Regions from separate parts of the Zea mays genome. Here region 2 is linked to region 1. Evidence: chromatin contacts called from public Hi-C data. All regions are on one chromosome and are shown on one strand. Each heading gives the region's core, a stretch centred on a gene start, on an enhancer-like site or on the middle of the called end of the contact. The rest is flanking DNA. Distances are from core to core; before and after follow the strand shown.

Evidence for each region. A called contact is a pair of places that touch in the nucleus more often than the background predicts.
Region 2: a Hi-C map of ear shows a contact between it and region 1, with 2.2 times the contacts expected there. The contact joins two enhancer-like sites. A contact is called at or near these places in 3 of 25 Hi-C or Micro-C datasets (ear, endosperm and tassel).

What each region holds. Positions count from the first base shown.
Region 1 is chr1:172,014,432-172,017,833 of Zm-B73-REFERENCE-NAM-5.0, reverse strand. No RefSeq gene overlaps it. Among protein-coding and RNA genes, the nearest start is that of LOC103640545, 70 kb to the left of the region's middle. Within about 2 kb of position 2,008, at least 17 of the 20 cell types and tissues checked have an H3K27ac peak or open chromatin away from gene starts, as enhancers often do. A contact at or near this core is called in ear and tassel, where this site is marked.
Region 2 is chr1:172,267,427-172,271,093 of Zm-B73-REFERENCE-NAM-5.0, reverse strand. No RefSeq gene overlaps it. Among protein-coding and RNA genes, the nearest start is that of LOC103642256, 71 kb to the left of the region's middle. Within about 2 kb of position 2,318, at least 16 of the 20 cell types and tissues checked have an H3K27ac peak or open chromatin away from gene starts, as enhancers often do. A contact at or near this core is called in ear and tassel, where this site is marked.

The DNA of each region.
Region 1 (3,402 bases), core at 759-3,258:
GGATATAATGATTCAAACTATATATCTGATGCAGACGAGCTTTATGCCACCAGTGGTTATGTCTTTACTATTGGTGGAGGTGCGGTATCATGGAGGTCATGCAAGCAGACCATCTTGACGAGGTCAACCATGGAAACCGAGCTAGCTGCACTTGACACAGCAACCATTGAGGCAGAATGGTTGCGTGAACTCTTGATGGACTTGCCAGTGGTTGAGAAACCAATACCAGCTATCCTTATGAATTGTGACAATCAGACAGTGATTGCTAAAGTGACAAGTTCTAAGGATAATGGGAAGTCATCAAGACATGTCAAAAGACGATTGAAGTCTGTCAGAAAGTTGAGAAACTCGGGAGTTATAAGTGTGACTTATATTTCAATAGATAAAAATCTGGCAGATCCTTTTACAAAGGGACTACCACGTAATATGATAGAAATCACATCGAGAGAGATGGGTATGAGACCCGTATAAGTTGCCATGGTGGAAACCCAGTCTATGTGATTGGAGATCCCATGAATTAGGTCCTAGGAAGAACAAGCCATTGGTGAACTGAGGAGAGTAACCTTTGACCCTCTCTAAGTAAAGATGCAATACTCTCAAATGTTGTAAGGCAGGTTGGCTTTGTGCCTTAATGTGTTTTGTTGGCTTGTATTAGCGAAGATGTTGTCCAGCAGAACATTCTTGAAAGAACACACCTATATGAGTTAGACTGTCTAACGTCGGAGTCTATGAGATCTGGGTGATCTCTAGTAAACTCATGAAGAGACCTTGGAGTACGATGTATATGCTCCACCCGAGAAGGGGACTACTGGTAACCAAGTACTGGTCATGGCTTTAAGTGAAACTCATTCACACAAAACTTGCAATTCAAGGCATAGTCTATTGTCCAAGTGTAGCTTGGAGTTCTAGACGGAAGTTCAACTTAATAGTCTCTGCTGAAACAATAGTATATTAAACAGTAGTGAACAGTGGCAAAACTGCAGATGGACATTTGAGATCTGGTGGGGGATTGTTAGGATTTATGGGCTAGGCTCAATTGAGAAATTCAATTAAATCCCAGAAAAATCTCAAAAGCCCATATATGTGTATGGCTAGGGAATAGTGGAACTAATAGTGCCATATTGCTAGTCCAAATGGAGTAGAACTAGTTTAAATATGGAAGTCACACTCACTCACCAAGTCAGGGATGAGAGGAGAGAGTGTGGAGAGCCACACGCGCGCGCTCGCTCGCCTGGCCTAGCCTGGGCGGGGCGGGGCGGGGGTGAAGGACGCGGGCGCACAACATACGCGTGAATGGTCCCTCGCCTTGCGGGGGCGCGACTTCCTTTTGCTGTTTTAATTTTTGGTTGCTTGGTTGTTAAGTTTAGAATTCTAACCGATCGCTATAAAAATCTAAACTGAACGCAAGTTTTTCACGGGCAGATCGGATCGCGGATAGCTATCGGTTCGCGAACTCGGCCCTATATAAGGCGCCTAACAACCATCATCAAAATAACCATAATTTTCGCTTTCGCCTCTGTTCACAACTGCGTCGCCATCGTAGTTCTCTTCATCCCGACCACCGATGTGCATCTGCGATCGGGAGAGCAGGTCTCCGGAACCCTTCGCCTTCGAGATCCTGCACCGGGAGAGGGTGAATAAGGTTTTTGGGAAGCATCCTCATGCGACTGCTCGTGATCTTCTAGTCAAACCCTGTTGCGTAGACGTCATCGGTACCACTGCTTCAACGTCGTCGACCCTGCTGATTCCGGCTCGTGCCATCTATCAGTATATTTGATCAGTACGAATCATCTGATTTAACTTTATACTTCAGTTCTTCTGATTTGGTCATAATTTATATATTGAAATTTAATCTGTAAATTGTCTAATATTTCAACAGCATGCACCACTGAAAACACATGATTGAATGACTACGCTGTCGCATGCGCGCGGGCGAAGAACTGGATTTGGCTTGGCATGCATATGATATGACCTGACGCTGTACAGGCCCATGGCCATACACAAGGAGCTGGGAGCCTGCCCTAGGCCCTAGCTGGGACCACGGTCGCCCCAAGCACAAGCAATGTGTTGTTTACCGGGAGTACGCTACGACGTGCTTTGTGTTCAGGCGTCTTTGCACCGGTGGCGGTGTACCATGCACTATGCAGTATGCCCTACGAAGCTGAACCAGCATATAGAGGCAGGCTCCGTCCAACACCTAGAGCAAAAGTTGAGCAAAAATTGGAGCGGTGAATTAAACTTGAGCAAAAGTTAGAGAAGGTAAGGATGTGTTTGGTTTAAATTTTGGCCAACTAAACGGATCCAAATTGGCTCCCCCTCTCTCTCCTTTTTTTTTGGTTTACAACCCATACACCGATTAACGCAGGCCCACAACCACGAAATTGCTTAGGAAAAGGGCCCCTTACCCGTAAGCTTGCTGAAGAAAATGGACCAAGAATCATGTATCAGTACTGGGCCTCAGACCTTGGCAGCCCAATAGCAATACACGCCACGGTGGCGTCCGTCTTATACCGACTCCACTTGCATGGGTTTCTCAAAACTCATTTGTTCATCTGATGAACGTAACTGCGGTCCGACCGTCCGACCAAACGAAAAAAATAAAAGATCCATTCCTTTTTTTAAAAAAAAGAGAGTACTAAACTGTTAAAGCGTCTCGTGTAGTACAAGGACAGCACAGCGGGAGGTAGGGATGAAAACGGTCGGTAAACACTAAAACCGTTTTCGTTTTCATAATTTTTATCGGAAATGGAATCGGAAATGGTTAAACCGGAAACGGAAAAAGATATCGATATTTCGGAAACATCGGAAACGAAAGTTTAATATGGAAAATACATCGGTAACGGTCGGAATCTAAAGTATGACCGGTAAACATATGAATATAACAAGTTCACAATACAATAAAGATCACAAGCCAACAATTCACAATATAACAAGTTTATAAATATCACAAGTTCATAACATAACAAGTTCACAATATAACAAGTTCATAAATATCACATGTTTATAGATTCAAGGTTCAACATTTTCTTACTCTAACTATGTATAACTTTATTCATCCATATCACATAGAAGAGTACTCTCTCCGTCTACATGAATTTATCTTTCTAGAATTATGTCAAGTCAAACTATTTAAATTTGGATATTCAATACAAATACAATACACAATATTATATATATACACACACACGCACGCAAGAGGGCCAATATGAACATGGCCAGGAGCTCACCGCCCAGTCGCCCATCATCAGATGGGCAGCCCATCAGGAGCTCACCACCTAGTCGCCCACGAAGCGGATTCATCAGACATGCAGCCCACCTACGGACCCACTTGTCCCAGCAGCTGTTAGCGAAGCCGGATGGGTACAGTGCACAACATTATTTAGTCTCACCTCGCCCACCTAA
Region 2 (3,667 bases), core at 1,069-3,568, 250 kb before region 1:
GTAATTACGAGACATGATCTTTTGGGGTCTTAATAGCTCAGTAGATTAGTGTGTCACCTACTAATACTAATACATTAACTTATGGTGGTACATGCTAGAATGCCCTACTATAATATTTCCAATCAATCAAAGAAGCAAATCAAGCATTTATCATCAGAACAAACATCCAAACACTTAAGATAGAGAAAATATATTTTTTCTGTCTTAGGTCTCCTATCTCTTTAGGGATTCACAAATACAGGATCCCAAGGTGTGAAGTCCTTTTTGTCTGTCTAGAGTAGAAAAGGTAAGGGTAGTAAGAGTAGAACAACCAAAGGTGAGGCAGGATCAAGAAAAGTATAGAAAGAATCAGAGTAAAGGTAAGTAGGTAAAGGTTTTGTCTAGTTCTATCTAGGTTTCGTCCTACAGTAAACATTCCCTCTGATACCACTTCTGTCACACCCAGATTTAAGTGATAAGGCCGGGTGCATCTCATATGTGTGCCAAAGAAGAACAACACATATAATGACTAAGTGTATAGAGATAAATGTTAGAATCATTATTACATAGTGAAAGATTCTTACAAAAATAAATGCTAACAATAAAGTGATCTAATAATTATTCCTTGGCGCCATCAAGCTGACTGGGAGATGCCACCTAGATTAGCTCGTATTCCTCGTTGTAGACTTCCTCCTGGGCTACCTGCTCTTCACCTATGGGGAGATTTATATATCACAAGGGTGAGCTCACAAAAGATCATAGCTCAACAAGTTGTGGGGAATAATATGCATGAACTCACCAAAGGTGGGAGTTCATGTATAGTGTAAGACTGATCAACAAATAATGGTTAAAGGTGAGCATTGCTTTTAATAAGTTGGTCAGATTTTATTAGCAGTTACTAAATGTAAGTGTATACCAACCCAAAGTAATAATAGATCAAAATTTATAATAAACCATAATGCGATGCAAATGACAAATTAAATTTACTTCCATAAATTAATCATGTGAGTGTCCGAGCCGCTCATGACTATGAGCACGGCTGATATACCAATTTTACACTCTGTAGAGGTTGCGTATCTTTACCCACAAGCCATGCTACCCATTTGCCAAGGGGTCTAAAAGTCCAATTCATCTCTACCGAGGAGACGAGGCTGGGTAGCACTACGATGCCTTTCTAAAGTTCCACTAGTTTGAGAAAACCCGCTACGGATTCAGGAAGAAGGAAGCATAGTAATCCCCCGTCCGAAAAGCTAGACAGACAGTCCGACCTGAGAACCTCCCTATACTCTGCAGCGATGCCTCCCCGCTTGCCTCTTTCAGGTAAGGTAATCTCTATCTAGCTTTCCTAATTACTTGGCCAAGGGTGCCCCATTCCACCCTTGCGGTAGCACTGTTTTCCCGAGTGATTCTCCATGTTCCAATTAACACAGTAATTTTATCATGAACAATAAATAACCAACAATAATATAAAGTATGATCATGTGTCAAATTTATCTCAACACCCAAAACCATATATAGAAATAGCAGGACTACCCAAAAGTTCAGTGGTGATCAATGCATATGGTAAAGCAGATTAGGGTGACCTATTGGGTTCCATACAAATTAAGCATAAACATGACAAAGTGATTATAGAGAATAATATTGGGTAGGGCACAACTTGCCTCAACGAGCTCCTGCTCAGTATTTTCCACCTGCTGGGTACCGGGGTCCTCGGTCACTTGCTCATCTACACGAAGCAATACAAACAAACATGGTATAGGAAAAATTAATATCACATCAAACATCAGAACAAAATGCATGATAATATTCTACGCATCGCAACGAGATCATAGGTTCGAGAATCACTAAATTTGGAGTTACGGTTAAAGAGTTATAATTTTCCGAAGTTTTAAGTGTTTGGTATGGAATAAACTACGTGGATAATTTTAATCTATGTTTCACGATAAAACAGAGTTACCAGGTGATAAACAATATGAAAACAAAATTAATGCAAATATTAAAACAAAATTAATGCAACTAGAATGGGTCAAAAAGTAGTTAAAATGAATTATTTATGAAGTAAACAAGTTTCTGGAATTATTTTTATACTAAAATTCATTTTCTATAATCTTTTTATTCCCTTTACCAGCTCTCTGGAGTGCACACAACAATCTGGGGTTCTACAGGGACTTCCCTACAAAATTCAGGGCGTCGGCGTAATGATTTTACAAAAGATCGGGACTGTGGGTTGATAATTAAAAACATCATGGGCTCTTTTGCAAGACTTGCACGCCGAAGCGGTTTGGGATGAGATCGGCCGTCCGATTAGAAACTGAGGGCCAGGATCAGATTTCTTTTAAAACGAAATGGTACGCAATGCCAGCCACCCGATGCGCGATCAATGGTTCGAGTTTAACATATCTGAAGCCTACTCCCAACCGCCTGAATCTAAATCGATGCTCTTGATCAATCTACCGAAGGGATACACAAGATTCTAATCAGAGTCACGTGATTGAGGATCTACGACCCCCCAATCATCACTCCATCCTGACACCGGCGACGGCGGCGCAAATGACCCTGCGGTGAGGCCTCGCCGGCGCGACAGACAATGGCGGACATGTGGACACGGATCTCACCGTGAATCAAGAACGTGAAGGTAGCTGCCCACCGTGTTCGGCGGAGCCACCGCGGCGTTGGGTCCCGACGAGGGATTAACGCTGACCCCCGATCACCTAGGCTTGGTGAAGCCCCTGGATACGATCCAATTCACCCGCATTGCACTCCAGCCTTTCCCCAAGGGTCCAGATTGCAGCCCAGCTCGATCCCAACCATGGCGGCGACTTTCCCATCCGAATTGCGACGGCGGCAGCGGCTGAGTTGGATGAGGAGAACACGAGACGAGAGAGGTACTGAGCGCATAGGTTTTATAGTCCGAATAGGTCGGTGGCACCTGACCAGCTATAATCGCGCGGCAGCGGAGAGCTCGGTCGGGTGGTTGCGGTCGCGGCGGAGCGAAGATCTACAGGGCGAGGCTGCTAGGTGGAGCCCACAACACAGAGGCTGCTAGGTGGAGCCCACAACACAGCGACAAGCGCGCGCAGGTGTGTGGCTGGCGAGAGGGACCTAGCAGTCAGCGAGCAAGCGCCAAGATGCGCGGCGCGCGCGGTGTGGCTAGCACTGCGGCCCCACATGTCGGCGCTGTGGTTACCGGAATCTGGGCCACCACGGTGGTTAGCTGGGCCGAAAAGAACAGAACCCAGCCTGGGCACACAGTTTTCCTTTCTTTTTTTTTTCTTCTTTTCTCTTTGTATTTCATTTTCCCATTTCAATTTTTTTAGCACAAAGTTGTATTACCAGTTCAACTACGAGTGCAACATTTCACGAGTCCCAGCATGGAATGCATATTTATTTTGTTTACATAATTGTTAGTAGTCAATGCGACCCCATAATTTAAATATGCAAAAAGGAGAAAACAAGACAATTAATCACATAAGCCTTTTTATAATTTCCAATACTTATACATTTTATAACTCCATTTATTTGGGTATTACACATGTACTGCCTTTTTGCATCAGTGTTGATATCCTCAGGTGCATAGCAAGGTAGTTCTAGAAATTTATACCTATACTCTCTAACGGACAGGGGTCTTTGCTTTAGTGCTAGAAAAAAATCCTACTTCCTTATTATCATCAGCCTTTCTGGAATATGG